5 separate regions of the Mus musculus genome follow, and regions 2, 3, 4 and 5 are each linked to region 1. The links are chromatin contacts, called in public promoter capture Hi-C maps. All regions are on one chromosome and are shown on one strand. Each heading gives the region's core, a stretch centred on a gene start, on an enhancer-like site or on the middle of the called end of the contact. The rest is flanking DNA. Distances are from core to core; before and after follow the strand shown. Region 1 holds the start of Dnaic2 (dynein, axonemal, intermediate chain 2). Region 2 holds the start of Sdk2 (sidekick cell adhesion molecule 2). Region 3 holds the start of Cdr2l (cerebellar degeneration-related protein 2-like). Region 4 holds the start of Otop3 (otopetrin 3). Region 5 holds the start of Cdc42ep4 (CDC42 effector protein (Rho GTPase binding) 4).

Region 1 (3,240 bases), core at 414-2,913:
AGACACCACCATTCGATTGCTGTGAAGAGACGCCACAACCAAGGCAAATATTATACAAGAAAGCTTTTAACTGGGGGGTTTGCTTATAGTTTCAGAGGGTTAGTCCATTATCATCATGGAGGGAAACATGGTGGTACATGGACAGACATGATGCTGGAAAAGTAGCTGAGGGCTACATCCTGATCCACAGGCAGCAGGAAAGGAGAGAGAGAGAGAGAGAGAGAGAGAGAGAGAGAGAGAGAGAGAGAGAGACTGGGCCTGGTGTGAGCTTTTAAAGCCTCCAAGCCCACTCCCAGTGACATACCTTCTCCAACAAGGTTCTAATCTTTTCCAAAAAGCTTGTCCATCTGGGAACTAAGCATACAAATATATGAGCTATGAGGGTGATCTCATTCAAACCTCACAGGGGATGGCAGAGAGAGTGCCTTGCTAAAATCCCATGATAAATAAAGAACCAACCTCGGGTCCCAAATGCTCTTAAGGAACACCTCTGGGAAAGTATATACGGTTCTGTAGTTTTCTTTCTCTTTAAAAAATTATATTGTGGGCTGGAGAGATGGCTCAGAGGTTAAATACACTGACTGTGCTTCCAGAGGTCCTGAGGTCAATTCCCAGCAACCACATGGTGGCTCACAACCATCTGTAATGGAATCTTGGTACCCTCTTCTGGCATGCTGACAGAACACGGTACTAAATAAATAAATAAATCTTTTTTTAAAAATCATATTGTGTATGTGTGTGTTTGTGTGTGTCTTACATAGCACAAGTATGGAGGTCAGAGGACAACTTAGAGAATTCAGTTCTCTCCTTCACCATGTGTGTCTGGGGCTCAACCCTAGGTCATAGAAGTGGTAGCAAGCCCCTTTCTCTACTGAGCCATCTCACCAGTCCTAGATATAGGACTCTACCTCCCTTCTTTAATTCTTTTTAAATTATTGATGATGATGATGATTGTGGGTGTGCTACATGACACAGATCAGAGGACAACTTTGTGGAATCCATTTTTTCCCCCATTTTTATGTGGGTTCTAGGATGTGAACTCTGCTTGTCAGGCTTACCCAACAAAGTGCCTTGTACTCAGCCTGTCCATCAATCCCTCCCACATTTTCTCACTTCCTTGCCTCAAGCTCATGAGAAACACATCTCTCTTTGTGTCATTCATGTGTCCATCAGCTAGCTCATTCATTCATGCAATGAAACCATATTTACAACGTGCCAGCCGCATAGCTAAGCCATGCTTGCATGCATTGAGCCTGACCCTCAAGGAATTTCCATTCCAGAGATGAATTCAGAAGGGTGGTGGTGCAAGGGATACGTTAACAGAAGAGACCCGGACATTGTAGCAGTGACAAATCAGACATGATCCGAACTGACCCAGGTGCGGGGCTTCCCACGCTCTGGTCACTTTGATTGCGTTTTCGGGGGATACGGGAGTGGGGGAGGGACTTTGCTGGGTATAGACTGTAGACTTGGGTAGGCATTTTGGCAAAGCTTTGGTTAACTTTCCTCCACCTCTTCCGCAGACCTCCTCCAGAGAAGGAAGGAGAGAAGGGGGTGCTTCCGACTAGCGGGACCAGAGTCACGTGCTCCAGATCGCCTTCCGAACTGCCGGCGTCTCGGCCCGGCCAGGGTTGCTAGGCAACTGGTAAACTCCGCAGCTCCCAGCCGTTTAAGCTGCGCTGGAGCTGGGACTGGTCTTGGGCGCTTCTCCTGGGCTGTGTGGCAGGAGGTGAGCCAGGATAAGGGGCGGGCGTCCTAGAGGACGTCCAAGCCCGAAAGAAGACCTGGCAAAAAGAGGGAAAAGCTCTCGAGGGTAATAATCACCAACAGTGCAAGAAATCTCGGAGAACTGTCAGGTGCTGGAATCAGCTCATTCTGCTGCATTAATCCTCGCTGCCCTGAATATTCTTCAAGCTCCAGGACCTCCTCAGCCTCCAAGCACCTTGCCTTCTGCACTTCTCCACCAGGCCCTGACCCGGGCTGTGACCCGGAGTGGGCGGGACCTCTTTCTGGCTTTCAGGTGAATGGAACAAAATTTCAAGCCCAGGAAGGATGGGTTGTTAAGAAGAGAGCTTTCAGTTAAACGTAGGGAGGGGGATAGGGATAGGCCGGTAAACCCTGCACTCCTGTAAACTGATGCAGGAGGATTACCAAGAGTCAGAGAGCAACCTAGACTACTCAGTGCGCTCTAGGCCAGTGGACTCAGAGTGAGAGCCTGTCTCAAAGACTAAGAGAGGGGGCTGGAGGACTGTCTCAGCTGCTAAGAGTGAGTGCGCTCTTGCAAAGAACCGGGAGTTTGATTTCCAGCACCCACATCAGGTGACTCACAACCCCTGAAACTCCAACTCCAGGGGATTTGGCACTTCTGGCTTCCACCCCACCTGCACTTGTGTGCACTTACACACACACACACACACACACACACACACACACACACACACACACACACACGATTAAAAATAAAGTGAAATTAAGAAAAATAAAATGGAGGGCGTAAAATGGGAGATCACAAGAGTCTTGTGGACTGAGCACAGGTACTGTATGTAAATGCACCTTTTCTTTTGCCCCTCCATCTGGGAGTTGGCCTTTCATCTACATTTAGGGTCAGGAGACCATTTTCCTAACCTTGTCCAGAAGGTTCACAAAGACATTGGAAAGACACAGGAGCCCTTCCATCTGTATTCCTCACTCAAGCACGGCTCTACAATTCCAGGCACACAAGGGACAAAGGGTGACCCTCCTCCTGGCCCCCTTCCCATACTGACACCTCTGTTGCCTGCTATTTCCTGGCCCTTCCTCCCAGCTGTGTACCATGCTTTCCGCTCAACCACAAGGGGTTCTCTCTAGGAACGACTTTGCTCATTATCCTCGCCTGAGGCAAGTCTTGTTGTTTCTGTTGGGCTAGGGTGCAGGAAATGATCACATGTTTTGGTGTTTGGACCAGGGTATAGCGGTTCTTTGTGACCCTGGATTTGAGACTCAGTGGGGCTGGGTGTAGCTCAATGGTAGAGCACTGGCTGATATGTGTAAGGTTCTAAGAGTCCATATTTAGCTCTGTGTGTGTGTGTGTGTGTGTGTGTGTGTGTGTGTGTGTGTAAGAGGGAGGAGGAAGAGGAAGAGAAAGAGAGAGAGAGAGAGAGAGAGAGAGAGAGAGAGAGATTATGATACTGCATGCTTCTGGAAGGTTCCCACGGGGGCAATGTTCCCCTGAAACTCCCAAGCAACAATACTCCTGATGTC
Region 2 (3,348 bases), core at 63-2,562, 660 kb before region 1:
ACGCGGTGTCTTAGGGGGGTTACCTCTCTTCTGCCCACCCAAACCCCTTCTCCAGTTCCACGTGGAGAAAGTCACCCATACCGTACCTTGGGCCCCGGCCGAGTGGATCCGATGCAGGGCCAGTAGAGTCCAGAGCGGCAGCCTCCACATGCTGCTGAACATGCTGACCGAGGGGTCCTCTAAAGTGCCCCCTCTTTGCGAGTTGCTTTATAATCCTTTGGAGTCCCGGGAGACTGTGTGGTCAAGTCCTGGACGCTATGCCCGTAGGGGCCGCACCGGCGACCCCAAATGCTTTCCCCTCTTTCTGCGCTGGCTATTCCGTAAAGCGAGGGGGAGAGCAGAAAGAGGCCAAGCCTCCTCTCAAATTCGGGGTGCCTGTATCCCTTAGCACCCCGACTCAGACTACGTCTCATAGGCAGGGCGACCCCTGCGATCCGGCCTGGTCGCTGGATGAGCTCCCGAATCAGAGGACAACTTCAGGAAACTTCCTCCTGGTGGCCACGTTGCCCGCCTCCCGCCCCTCCCCGCCCCCTGGTTGGGTTCTCCCGGGCCGACGTAGTCACCGCGGTTCCAGGCGCCGGGCCCCTGGGACTTGATGTAAGCGGAGCACAGTAGCAGGCGCGGGCGCCGGGTGTCTTTTAGAAGGGGCGCAGGGCTCGGGGGGCGCGGTTAGCATAACGGTCCGAATCTCCCCGGAGCCGAAGTTTTCTTCTCTTCTAACTTTGCAGAAGGCATCTAAGCGGGGCCGAGCCACCCTTCTCAGCTCCACGGTCCTCGTGCCCAATTCAGTGATTTCGGGGGTACCTCCCCTGGGGCTTCGGTGCGGGGCTCGCCCTAGGCTCTGAGCACCTCCGGCTAGCAAACTTTGCGGGTCCCACGGCCCGGCGCGCAGCCCCGTGCGCCCATGTCTGCGCCAGCTGCGGGCAGGGATGGATGCCCGGTTCGGGTACCCGGCTGGGCGGCCCAGGTTCCAGCCAGCGCCTGGGCACCGCGCCTCTTGCGGGCGATCCTGAGGAGGAGACCGGCGGGTCCTGCTCTCCGCCGCACCCGGGATGGAGCTCGGCGCGAGCCGCACCGGGAAAGCCCTGCCGGCAGCTTTGGGATCCGGGGTTTCGGCGCCGCCTCGGCCCCCCGGCGTTTTCGCCCGGCGCGGGGACCCGAGTCTCCACGGCTGCTCCCGCGCCTCGGCCGCGCCTGCTGCTCGCCCACCTCGGCAGCAGCTGCCTCGCAGAGCCTGGAGCTCTGGGCTGCCCGGGCTCAGCGTCCTCAGAGCTGCTCTGCTGCCGAGCCTGAGAGTCTGCCTGCGCCGAGCTGGAGCTGCGGGGGCAGCGGGAGCCGGAGACGAGCGCGGCGGAGGCGGAGACGCGGAGAGGGGGGCCGAGCGCTACCCCGTGGCCGCGACTGGAGCGCAGCCTGCGCGCAGGGAGGGGGCGGCGGCGGCCCCGAGCCAGGCCCGGGAGCGAGCCCCGCAGAAACCCAATCCGTGTGCGCGGCCGCGGACGCCTGGCGTCTCCGGGACCCACCGGAGGGCAGTAGCGCGGGCTGCAAGCGAGCCGCTCTCTCTGGCCCGGTCTTCTAGCTTCAGCCCACCCTCACTCCTCCCTAGAAGGCCTTATCCCAGTCTCCCATAGGATGAAGCCCCCAGTACCCCTCTGGATTCGACCAGGCAGAACAGTTTGGGAAGGGTGTGTGTGTGTGTTGGGGGGGGGGGGGGTGTCAACCGGTTGATTCCAGTTTTTCCTTCCCAGGTCAGACTCTTTAAAAGTCTGGAAACGCTCAGGGCGGAGAGCAAGATAAAGGGGAAGCCTGGGACTTGCAGAAGGCTGAGAAAGTGAAGTTGGTGCCAAACTCGTGCGTTCTTTGTTTCTTCTTCTTCTTCTGAGCTCCCCCTTTAAAGGCACATTAGCAGCAGAGACACAAAGGAGAGAGCCAGAGGGGTCCTCCCTCGTGGCCCAGGGAAGGGAGCAGAATGTACCTTCTAGTGTGGGAAGGCCAGGAGCTGGAAGACCCCTTTAACAGTTGTACTTACAGGCAACAGACGCCTCTACCTCCGTGGGCTCTTTTCTCTATTAAAAATATTAAAAGTAATATTTTGCGGCTGTGTTGGCGTAAAAACAAATATATTACTACATATTAAAACATTTTCTTTCATTTAAAAGTTCATTTAATTTTTCCCCTGATTTTAAAAGAAATTAAAACAGTTCCGTGGGTTTCCTAAAAGACGGTGTAGTCCCTGGCACTGAGCCTGCTGGGAAAAAAAATCAGTCTTGCAAGGTTGGTATTTCGGCTGGAAAAGGAAGGGTTGAGGCCCGTCACCTTTGCCAGCTTTTCTCTTCATGCCTCCAGGGCCCAGGTCTTCGGAGACACACCCCTGTGGTCTTCCAGTTCTGGTCATTGCCCTTCAGGCATCTCACTGACTTCGAGAGCTCTGCCTCATCTTCTCCAGTCCCCAAGCCTCTTCTCATCGCTATGGACGCAGGCACTGAACACCTCTCATCGCTCTACTGTTCTCTCCTCACCTGCCTTGGAAGAACAGCTTTGAGCATTTAGTGGAAATAGACGAAAAACCTAGCCTGCCTGTCTTCAGCTTTACATTCGTCCACTTCAAACCCTGCTTTTGTCTTTCTCCCTGGCAGTCTGAACCTAGTCCGGGCCTAGGGCTTGTTATCCGACTGAGTTTTTGACTGAGGAGTGGCTTTGGGGATAAGCAGCCTAGATCTCTCCCCCTTAGGTGGCCACGCCCCTCCCATCTCTGAGAAACCCAGATTCTGCCTCTCTACCCCCAAGCCCCAGACTCTGAACTACACGCTTGAGAGCTCAGGCCCTGCCCATCCCATCAGAAACAGCTGTTCTTTAGGGTGTTGTTACAGGGCTTGCTCACAGAGGGGGCCTGAGAGTCAGTTTTGCAGCAATTGCTTCTTAGCCAGCAATCGGAGCAGAGACACTGTCTGTGCCCTTGGGCTGGAGTTCGTGTGGGTACCAACGTCTGAAACCTTGGTGGATTTCTCCATTTGGGTCCAGTGCCCAGACTTGTAACTGCAAGAGTCTGAGCTAGCTGCTGCTCAGGTTCCAAATAGCATTTGTGCTCATCCTAAGAGCAGACCTTCTGAACAGGCAAGTGTGTCCTTACAAATCTAGACGCTTTATCCCCGGGATAGGATGAAGAAAGGGAGGGTGCTCTCCTGTCTTTGTGGGCTGTCTTCCATGCTCATGTGGTTAAGGGGAGTCCTTATCCCCGAAGCTCTCATCCAGCCTGCCTCCATCCATCTGGAAAAGAGAGAGCATGGCGGGTAGGGCGGGGAATCAGCCTATGCAACCACAGAAAGGTAGTTTTCTTTTTATCCCTCT
Region 3 (3,442 bases), core at 271-2,770, 650 kb after region 1:
GAATACAAGTAACACGTGCCCAAAGTTCATTCCTTCCAGCCTGTTTCCAGACATACAGGTTTTTAAACACTCCAGTTCTTTTTTTAAATGAGTTCTATTTCTATATTTATTTATTCTATATTTATGTGTATGAGTGTCTGCCTGCCTGAATGTATCTATACCATATGCATGCTTCGTACCCAAGGAGGTCTGAAGAGGAGAACTGATCCCCCGGAAGGAGTTCCAGGTGTTTCTGAACCACCATATTGATCTGAGGAATGAATCCTCAGATCTTCTACACGAGCAGTTGAGCCATCTCCAGCCCACGGCCTAGGTTCTTTTTTTTTTTTAAGAATTGTTTATTATTTGTAAGTACACTGTAGCTGTCTTCAGACACACCAGGAGAGGGCATCAGATCCCATTACAGATGGTTGTGAGCCATCATGTGGTTGCTGAGAATTAAACTCAGGACCTCTGGAAGAGGAGACAGCCCTCTTAACCACTGAGCCATCTCTCTAGCCTAAGACTCAGATTCTTAAAGGTAGGTGTGTGTGTGTGTTCACTCATGTGTGTTCATGTGTGTGTAGAGGGTACAGGACAACCTCCAAGTGTTACTGAACAAGGAGCTGTGCACCTTGCTTTTTTTGAAACACGGCCTATCACTGGCCAATTAGGCTAGGTTTACTGGCTACCATCGATCCATCTCTCCTGGCTCCCCAGCTCCCAGAGCTGGGATTTCAAGAACAAGCCACGCACTCTGCTTTTTTTTTTTTTTTAAACAAAACCAAACCTGGTAAGCACTTTTAATGTGCTGAGCCACCTCCTCAACCCCCTTAAAGTAATGTTTAGCTTTGCTTAGTTTAGTTTACAGAAAAACTTCCACACTGTAGCTTAGTCGGGCCTGGAACAAGCTGTGTTAAAAGTCTGGCCTAAGAACTCAAGATAATCCTATTGCTTCAGCCTCCTAACTCCCGTTAGTAGAGGAGGGAACCACTGTGTGTTTTCTATGTGTGAGACTTTATGTAATTACAAGTACCCAGAGGCCAGAGGTGTCAGAATTTCCCTGAAGCTGGCGTTACAGGCTGTTGGGAGCTTCCTGACGTAAGTGCCGGGAACCGAACTCAAATCCTCAGCAAGAACTCTTGACCTCGAGTGTTCCAGCAGCCAAACCCCCATTCAAGGTTCTTAAAGATGTTTCTAATTTAATACCATTTTTTAAAAAGTTCTTCGGATATATCAGTGGGTCAGCACGTTCTCCGCAGGTGAGGACCACTGTGGACATCAGACAGACCCTTGCTCCCAGGAGAGCCAGAAGGACAGATAACAAGCAAACAAAATAATTCCAGATGGACGTAAATAAAAGTCGGACGTGGAGGAAAAGCAGGACAGAGGGTTGATCCAGCAATTCCCGGACCAGGACACCAGGAAGGTCCTTGCCTTCGGTCCCGCCCCTTATTTGCATACGTCTTTTGATTGGTCTCCGGCGGCAGGTCCCACCCCGCAAAGCTGGCGGCCTGGGAAGCTGAAAGCGGGCCGGGCGGAGATGCAGCGGCGGCTCCGGGTGTCGCGGCGCGGGCCGGGCGGTGTGCGGGCCGGAGGCGGGCAAGGGGTACCCGCCGCTGCATCCGCACTCTGCTGACGCCCTAGCCCTGCAGGTGGTCCCGGGTGGTCCCAGCTGTCGTCCCACTTTGCAGTCCCCACCCCTCCGCCCTTTGTGCCGCCGCCACCCGGCGTCCCCAGTTCGGCGGGACCCGGGGAGCGCGGGAGCCAGAGGCCCCGCTGGGCGCACGGGGCCGGCAGCGGATGGCGATCACGGGCGGAGGGCGCAGGGGCGCTGCAGCCCGAGCTCCCGACGTTGGAAGCCCGGGCCGCCTCCGCCGCATTGTCCCGGGCTGCGAGCCCAGGCCCTGAGCTGCCGCAGCGCCCGCCCACCGCCACCCGCGGGGCCATGCGGAGAGCCGCGGGGATGGAGGACTACTCCGCAGAGGAGGAGGAGTCCTGGTACGACCATCAGGACCTGGAGCAGGGTGAGCGCGTTGGGGAGGGAAACAGCGTGTGCCCCAAGACCCCTGACCACTACTCCATTGTTGGGCGGTATCCCCAAGAAAAGGGCTAGGCTGGACCTGGTGAGCCCAACGGAGCATGATGCGTCTTGAGAATGGGGACGTGGACCGAGAAGGGCGCTGCCCTGGAATATTCTGACGCTGGAGAGAGACTTGCAAAAGTGTCCAGTTGACAGGGCATCCATCGCCCTTCTCATTTTAGTAGCAGCACCTACTCGCGTGCCCCGGTAGGGTATTGTTAGGGGGCCCGATTGCTAGGTAGAATGGAAGTCTTGGGGCCCACAGAGGATTCTTGTTACTTTTGCTAAGAATGCACTGTATATTGAGATAGGTCATCTCTCCAGATCAACAGCACCTGTCCGGGCTAGAATTTCTGAGCTCTAAGACTTCCAGAAAGTTTCCCCAACTCGCTTCCCTCTGCCCAGAAAGGGGGTGGTGCATGCTCACGCCTGCGAAGAAGCTGAAAGTCTCCAATCTGCCTTCCCAAGAGAGGCGTTCCCTGGTCCTTCCCTGCATGGGGCTTCCACCCAAGTGGCTCAGGATGTGAAGGGGTCCTTTAGCAATTTCAGACTTTGCCAAATGAGATCCCTGGGGAAAGAGGGAGCCACTTCCGTGGCACTCATCTAGAAAATGACTAGAGGGGAGTTAGAAGCTGGTGATGAGGTGGCTAAAATGACATCACTGAGAGGTGGAGCCGACCTGACAAGAAGGCCCGAGAGGGTCAGGGTCAAGGCCAAGGCCTGCCGAAGTAGTCAGACCCCAACCTCCTCTCTGCTGGTTCTTACTGAAACCCTGAGGGTGAGGGTCACCTGCATGCTCTGAGGTATTAAAACACAAGCCTGGCACAGTGTGTGTGTGCCACAAAGGCCGGTCTCCATCCTTAGGGCCCAGAGCCCTGGTTTTGCCAAGATGGGAAACATGCACTTGGATCCTGGAGCCTTTGTCTCCTGACCCACTTCCCCATGCAGCTGAGCTTCACCTGCAGATGAGGGGCTGTCCCTGTGCTTGTCAGTGAATCAGAACCTTGGGAGAGCTCCGCAGGGTAGAGAGTGTTGGGTTAGGCATTGCTATGCCATGAGCTTCTGTGACACCTCTTCTCTGTCCTGGCCACTACCCCTAAAACTTTACTCTCTAAACACCTACTGGCCCCATGTGAGCTCCAGACATCAGCCTGGGACCTGGGCACAGTCACAGCCTGACCCTCTGGGCACACAAGGGCTGATGGGGTAGGCCCACTTGTATGCTGCTCTAAGTGTAAGTGATTATGGGATGGCTTCCTGGGAGAGGCTAGCGCAGAAGGAAAGATGAAAAGCCGATTTCTGGCGAAGATAGCCTCTAGGGGAGGCAGATGCTAATACCATGGCGGTCGTCTCATTTAGTTCCCGCACCCCTAATGAAGG
Region 4 (3,446 bases), core at 642-3,141, 610 kb after region 1:
CGTGGCTAATCTTAGTAGCCCACTAACTCTGGGGATTCTATCTCTGCCCTCTAAGGCTAGACTAACAAGAGTGGCCACAGCCAGGGGACATTCGTCATTTGTGGGCGTTCTGCAGATCTGCCTGGGTGCTTTAACCCGCGAGCCGGCATTGCATTTGCCTGCATGTATGCCATCAGATCCTGTGGGACTAGAGCTACAAACAGTCCTGAACCAGCATGTGGGTCCTCTGGAAGAACAGCCAGTGCTCTTCACTGCTGAGCCACCTCTCCAGTTCCCATCATTTAAGACAGGGTTCCACCTGTTCCTCCTCCTGGCCCTTGTGTTAGAAGTGTGCTGCTGCGCCCAGCTTTCCACGTGGGGCTGAGAGCAGCCGCAGGCCTTCACACCTGTGTGGCAATCGGAGGATGACTGAGCTCGCCCCAATCCCTCAAACTTTTTTTTTTTAAATGAGCAGCAGAGGCTTTTGTTGTTGTTTTGGTTTGATTGATACATAGCAATTGTGGCATTTTTAGATCTGGGTACTGGCATATTGGTCACCTCAGACAGAGACTGTGGTGTTTGTGTGTTGGGAACATTCAAGGTCTCCTCTCCTTGCCATTGAGAAATACACAATGGATTGTTGCCAGCCATTATTACCCTCCTGTGCTATAGAATCACAGGAGGTAATCCTCCTGCCCGACTGAGCCTAACCCCATTAACCCTAAGCAGCAGTTTTCCTTCTCAGGAATGTGAGGGTCATGAGTATCACAGGAACATACTGTAGGAATAAGCAGGTGCCCCCAGCTTAACAGGAGCTGGGAGAGTCCTTACCTCCCTGGGCTCAGCTTGGGGTCCTAGAGGATGCTCTCCAAAGCCACAAGACTTCTGCACGGCCACAGCTGTGTACTGAGACGGAGGGAGGTGGGAGTAACACCAAAAGCTAGAGGGGTCAGAGTTGGTTTTGTGTTACATCGAGGTGGTTTTTTGTTTTTTTGTTTTTGAGACAGGGTCTCATGGAGGGCAGCTGGCTTCTGACTCCCTGTGTAGCCAAGGATGACCTTTAACTCCAGATGGCCATGCCCCACCCAAGTACCGGGATTGCTAGGGTGCATTGCTAAGCTTGTTTTGTTTATTTAAAATTTTTAAATTATATTTTAATGTGGTGCGTGCGTGTGCGTAGTGTATCAGTGGAAGTCAAAGGACAACCTGCAGCATCAATTCTCTCCCTTCACCTTATGGGTCCCAGGGATGGAACCCAGGTCATCAGGCTTGTTGGGTGCCTTTACACATCTCACAGGCCCGGGAGATTGGACGGAACCAGAAGGGAGGGAGAGCCAGGTGGGAGTGATGACATTTGGGGGTGAGAACAGGAGACATCGGCAAGAAGTCCATGATCTTTAAGGCTGTAAAGACTGATGGGGATATAAGGGAGAGAAAAAGGGGAGCCAAGAAGCAGACGACCAGAGAAGGTCCTGAGGACTACCTCCTCCCGTTCTGCCCCTGCCCCCCAAATCCTTAAACACCATCTCCCACCTTGGGTGTCTCCCACTCCAACTTCAGTTTCAATGTAAGACCAGGAGATGATTCTGAGAAGCCGCTTTGGTGCTCAATCAGCTAGACAGGGTGTAGAAAATATGTGACCTGGACCCGGAGAAGAGAGGTTCCCATTCACAGCTCAGCCGCCACAGGCAAGTATGGACTGAAGCCAGCTCGCTCTCTGTTCGGACCTGACGACTAGGCACCCCATTCCACTTGGGGGGCTGCCCCCACCCAGACCCTGCAGCCGGCGTCCGCCACGCCTCCTGCCACGCCCTCCCGCCTCTCTGCCTCGTCATTGGCTTCACGACTTGTGCCCGAGCCCCCACGGAGTAATTAACGAGGGATTAATGAGATTCCCAATGTCAACAGAAAAATCGATGGGCCTTGGAGCCCGAGCGGCGACTGCGCAGTCTCGCGGGGGGGTCGGAGGGAGGAAAGGGCGTCGAGGCATCTGTCTCAAGGCACCTGGGACCTTACCAAGACGGAGGATCCGCGCTGCAACCCAAGAGGTGGGGAGCCCGCGACCATGGCTTCGCAGACTTCAGGTAGGATTCCTTAGCTTGAGCTGGGATCTCCACCACCCCCTCCCCCCCCACCCCGAGCGCCCGAGGACAGCTGACTGAACCTTTCCTGGAAGCCCATCCTCACACTCACTGCTCCAAAGTGGGGGTTCATGAGTCAGGCGCTCCAAGGATTGGACAGGGCAGAGTGAGTGGGACGACCCTAAGCTCTTCCCTCTGTGTCACCCCAACTCTGGCTCTGCGCCTACATCCTTCTCCCTACCTCACCCCTGGGTTCAAGGGTCCTCACAGCTCAAAGAGGGTGCCCAGGCCTGAACGAAGTCAGAAACCTGGATATATAGTTGGCTAAAAGAATACTCAAGCTGCCTAGGCCTCCCCCAACCTGTTGCTCTGAACAAAATCCCGAAGTTTCCCTGCCAGTGCTTTGCAGCCTCCCTCGGAGCACCGGTCCCATGGCCCCGACGGTTCATCTCCTTTCTCATCTCCTTTCGTTGGCTGCCTCTGAACGCAGCCCATAAACCAGTTTGGTGTCTAGGACTTCTCTTGAACTGGCATCGTGCCAAGAGGCGTGCCAAGGGTGGCAGAGTTCTAGTTGGTTCCAAGTGCGTTCGTTCTAGCTCTTTTTTTCTGGACCCCTTGATGCTCACCCTAACACCTAGCATTGGCCCCCTTGATAACCGCTGGTAGAGCACTGAACCAAGGAACAGGGGAAACCACCAGAGTGCCCTTTGAAGGGAGAGGACCTGGAACTCGGTTCTCCACTGTCTCCACACTTCCAGTTCCCAAGGCCTGCAGTCTGAGCGAAAACTCCAACCCTTTAGTCCCTCTAGGATCTTGATCTATAGGAAGGTTCATGCACTTCTATCGGGCATGGCTCTTCGTGTATGTTCATGCATCAAATCGCTAAAGTCTGACAAAACTCTTGAGGGTAGGTATCATGTATCCATTCTTTTATTTATTCATTCAATAACTTGTCGGGCTGGAGATACAGCTCAGCGGTACTGCACTGGTCTAACATTCACAGAGTTGGGGTGAAGGGGGAGGTCGGGGGAGGGGATGTCGGGATGGGAACTAGATGGAGTGTGAGGGGGTGAAACAGAGAGAACCAGGCATTAGTGTTCCATAGTTGCTCATCCACTTCACTGAAAGGACTACAAAGGATCCAGACTACAAAAACTAAGTAGCTTAGCCAAGATCACAGAGATGCTAAATGCCATCTGGGCTCTTGATCAGTAGGGGGTGGGGAAGGAAGGACAGAATGTGAGGAGGAGGAGGTGGAGCCACCAGAGCTGGCAGAAAAGGGGCAGGGAGGTGTCCTGGGAGCTTTACCTTGCTCAACCTGGGTGAGGGATGCAAAAGATAACCATCTGGAACGCCTCCTCAGCTGCAGAAAGATGGAACGGGTTA
Region 5 (3,327 bases), core at 594-3,093, 980 kb before region 1:
CTATTGCCAACTGCCCTTGGGCTGCCCAGAGGCCTGGCTCTGCTCCAGCACGTCCCTCCAACCCCACCTCCCCAGTTCTGGGAGAAACCTGTAGCTAAGGTTCCCCATGCTGTGGGCCCTGTTCTTTGTTCTTTAAAATTCACTCCATCCCACTGGTGGTCCCCCCCTCCTCCAGCCAGGCCTCAGAAAGGGGCGGGAGAGGCTGCTGCAGGCGTTACTGGAAACCCAGACAGGGCAAAGAAGTTGCAAGGCAGAGGCCCCCTGCCAGGGGCCTCTCATTGTTTATGCTCCCCAGATCTCGGGTCCAGATGGTTGCTGGGGGTAAGGATGAAAAGTATCCCAACCGCTCCAGCGAGAATGGACAAGAGGTTTCAAAGTAAAGACACCCACAAGGAAGCTTTCCTCATTCAACGGCTCAACTACCTGGGCAAAGAATGGGAGCTGTCGGCCCAGGGAGAGACGTGGGAGCCGGTCAGATTGCAAGAGGTGAGACTGTTGGAGGGTGGGTGAAGGGGGGGGAGGGAGAAGTTCCCAGCCAAGAAGAAAAGAGAAAGCATTGTATTTCCTTTTCATTCTCCCCGGGAGAAAAAGAAAACTTCCGAAGCCCAGGCCGCAGTATTTCATTGGGCAAACACAAGGAACCTGGTTTGAGTTAACAGAGAGGGAGCGCCCCTCCCCCCGCAGGCACACACGCAAGTCCTACGGTCTGTTCCCAGGAAGCTCAACCGCCATCCACCCCGCCAGTCTAGGACACTCACCCACAGCAACCAGGGGTCCCCCAAAGGGGAAAGGCAGCTCCAGCAGACGACGCCACAGACACAGGAGGGCAGATTTGTTCCTCCGGCTGGGGGCGCTCCAGGAATGGGGAGGAGCCAGAGATCAGGATCGCAGCCTTCAACGTCCCAAGCCAGCGGTTAAATCATTAACCAACCGCTACCTACTCGCCCCTGAAAAAGCCTCGAGCCCCATGCTTCGGACGTACCGGGCGCGCGCGCAGGTCCCCCCGCGTAAAGCCTCGTCCCAGGTTTCTAAGGGACCGCCAGCTCGGCCCAGCCCCACCCTGCGCCTCTTGCGGCCTTGGCCTCCAAGTCTTCCAAGGGAGGCGGGCGGGGCGGGAGAAGGAAGGGCTCCGACGGGCGGGGAGTATTTGCTCTTTAGGCTATTGCCTTCCAGCCGGCTCTTGCCCTCCTTTCTCCCCGGCCGGGCGACACCGGGTGGCGCCTAAAGCAGTGTGTGTACACGGGAGAGCACGCGTACACCCCTCTACCACTACCGACGAACTCAGCGGTTATTCATGGAGAAGTCTGTGCGCACACGCCCCCCTCGGGGCGACCGCCGCCGATTGTTGTGTGCCTGCCCACGGCAACACACACCCCATTCCTGCGCGAGGGGGTGGACCTTTAAAACCTGCCCACTCACCCCACCCCGAACAGTCCCCGTGGCCAGATCGGGGCGTACTGGCGACGCTGAGCCCTGTTGTTACCCCCTCCTCCGCAAATGATTTTCTGGGACACGGTATGTGACTCTGGGTCTGGTCCCAGGCATGCCTACCCACGCTGGGCACAGAGGGGTGTGTTTGTGTGCGCGCGCGCCCTGCTCCTAGGTCCTCATCTTCCCCATCCCCGGGTCTTTCTACCTTCTCCACGTCACCAGGGGTCTCGAGCCTACCCAGGCCTCACGCGGCCACTGGGCCACAAACGGATGCTCGTCGCCTACCTCGGTCCCCAGCTCCCCGAGCGCGGACCAGGTGCGGCTGTACGCTCCCCTCGGTGTGCTTGGCGCCTCGGCAAGGCTGGCGACCCATGGCAGCGCCGGCGTTTGTTTCCTCTGGCTCCCGGGGCTCCGAGTGTGCTAGAAGCTAGGACACTCCCCTCCCAGGCTCCTCCCAGCCCTCCCTCCCATTTCCCTCCGCGCTGATGTCACTCCGTCGCAGCAGCCAATGACTGCCACGGAACTCAACTCGGCTGCTTGGCCTCCCAGGTTCAAATCTAAAAGCCTGAGACGCCCCCCACAAGCTCCTAGTAGGGTAGACAGAGCAGGTCTTGCTTTGAGGAGTCGCGCCCCACAGCCCCCAGTGCTCTGCCGCGGAACCGACGTGCGGTCCGCAGAAACAGGAGCACATCCCCTCCCCAGGAACCAAGGGGAAGCTCTCTCTTGGCTCTTCCAGTTTTGAACAATGGTAAGAAAACAACTCCCTCCAGGACGTTACCCACTTCTGGACCACGAGCAGGAGCTTGGGCTCCGTGGATTCCCTCTCCATCTGGAGGGCGGGAGAAGCAGGTCCGCCCGAGTCCAGACCCGGTCTGAGCAGTGGAGGAACTTTTCAGCAAGGTGACCTGGCTTTGATAGCTCTGTCTGGTGATCATGGGCTCTTAAGTACCCTCCCAGGGAACCTCCCGGAATTAAATCCCGCGTGCTTGGGTAGAGGAAGCCCCACCTATGAATGATCATTAAAAGCAATAAAAGCCAGGGGCGAAATAGTCAATAAAGAGGAAACGGAGCCAACCCAAAGTGAAAGTTCCCTAACTACTTAAAGGAAGTGGGGGTGGGGTGGTGTAGGCCTCAGCCTCCTTTTTCCCCAGAGTTGCCTCACGGTCCCTCAGCTCCTTCACTGTCCTCTGGAAACCCTGTCTCTCAGGATCCCACCCCATCCCCGACCTCTCCCCCATCTCCCCGTCTATCCATGAAAACTTCAAACTGTCCATATTGTGTGAAAATCAAACCTAAAAGGTCAGTGTCGCTGGGCAGTGGTGGTGCACGCCTTTAATCCCAGCACTCAGGAGGCAGAGGCAGGCAGATTTCTGAGTTCGAGGCCAGCCTGGTCTACAAAGTGAGTGCCAGGGCTATACAGAGAAACAACCCTGTCTCAAAAAACCAAAAAAAAAAAAAAAAAAAAAAAAAAAAGTTCAGTGTCTGGTCTAGGGGTCCAGTTCCGGCTGCGGAGCACGAGGCTGGTTCAATTCAAGCCCAGCACCACCACCAACCAAAAGAGATGTCAAAATTAGTGAAACTAAAACACGGGGTCCAAAGTAACTTGGGATGGGGATATCCCTGGGGTTCTGACCGTGATTGGGTTACCATGGGGAATTTATACCTCCTCCCCCTACTCTGACTGTCCTTGTATGGGTCCCTCACCTGGAGGTTGTCAAGATGAAAGAGAAATGTGGTTTAGAATAGACAACAGTGTCGGAGTCAGGTCTGTGGGTCAGAGGTAGCTGTAACAGGGCACTAGGGCAAACCAGTAGGAGAGAGTTGTGTTGCCTCTGGCTTTCAACTCTGCCCCTCACTGGCCCACAAGCCTTCCCATCTCTCAAATGGGTACAGCAC

Evidence for each region. Promoter capture Hi-C pulls out the DNA fragments that hold promoters and counts their contacts. Capture Hi-C pulls out chosen DNA fragments and counts their contacts.
Region 2: a promoter capture Hi-C map of adipose tissue shows a contact between it and region 1. The contact joins the promoter of Sdk2 here to the promoter of Dnaic2 in region 1. A contact is called at or near these places in 3 of 115 datasets of contacts at active chromatin or transcription factors (embryonic forebrain, embryonic midbrain and forebrain) and 2 of 9 other capture datasets (adipose tissue and pancreatic islet).
Region 3: a promoter capture Hi-C map of stem cell-derived epiblast-like cells shows a contact between it and region 1, with 2.5 times the contacts expected there. The contact joins the promoter of Cdr2l here to the promoter of Dnaic2 in region 1. A contact is called at or near these places in 2 of 39 promoter capture datasets (pre-B cells and stem cell-derived epiblast-like cells) and 1 of 115 datasets of contacts at active chromatin or transcription factors (pancreatic cancer cells).
Region 4: a contact with region 1 is called in a promoter capture Hi-C map of hippocampal neurons, with 5 times the contacts expected there. The contact joins the promoter of Otop3 here to the promoter of Dnaic2 in region 1. A contact is called at or near these places in 1 of 39 promoter capture datasets (hippocampal neurons) and 1 of 115 datasets of contacts at active chromatin or transcription factors (pancreatic cancer cells).
Region 5: a promoter capture Hi-C map of embryonic stem cells shows a contact between it and region 1, with 3 times the contacts expected there. The contact joins the promoter of Cdc42ep4 here to the promoter of Dnaic2 in region 1. A contact is called at or near these places in 4 of 39 promoter capture datasets (the 3T3-L1 cell line, embryonic stem cells, hippocampal neurons and 1 more), 1 of 115 datasets of contacts at active chromatin or transcription factors (embryonic stem cells) and 1 of 9 other capture datasets (embryonic stem cells).

The regions. Positions count from the first base shown.
Region 1 is chr11:114,725,756-114,728,995 of GRCm38.p6, forward strand. Dnaic2 (dynein, axonemal, intermediate chain 2) reads left to right here and starts at 1,664. Exons shown (of 13, transcript NM_001034878.3): 1 at 1,664-2,020.
Region 2 is chr11:114,065,717-114,069,064 of GRCm38.p6, forward strand. Sdk2 (sidekick cell adhesion molecule 2) reads right to left here and starts at 1,313. Exons shown (of 45, transcript NM_172800.3): 1 at 87-1,313. The coding sequence starts at 162.
Region 3 is chr11:115,380,396-115,383,837 of GRCm38.p6, forward strand. Cdr2l (cerebellar degeneration-related protein 2-like) reads left to right here and starts at 1,521. Exons shown (of 5, transcript NM_001080929.1): 1 at 1,521-2,006. The coding sequence starts at 1,928.
Region 4 is chr11:115,332,840-115,336,285 of GRCm38.p6, forward strand. Otop3 (otopetrin 3) reads left to right here and starts at 1,892. Exons shown (of 7, transcript NM_001347647.1): 1 at 1,892-2,063. The coding sequence starts at 2,045. It also overlaps a transcript of Ush1g not described here.
Region 5 is chr11:113,749,972-113,753,298 of GRCm38.p6, forward strand. It overlaps Cdc42ep4 (CDC42 effector protein (Rho GTPase binding) 4), which reads right to left and starts at 1,844. Exons shown (of 2, transcript NM_001163346.1): 1 at 1,717-1,844.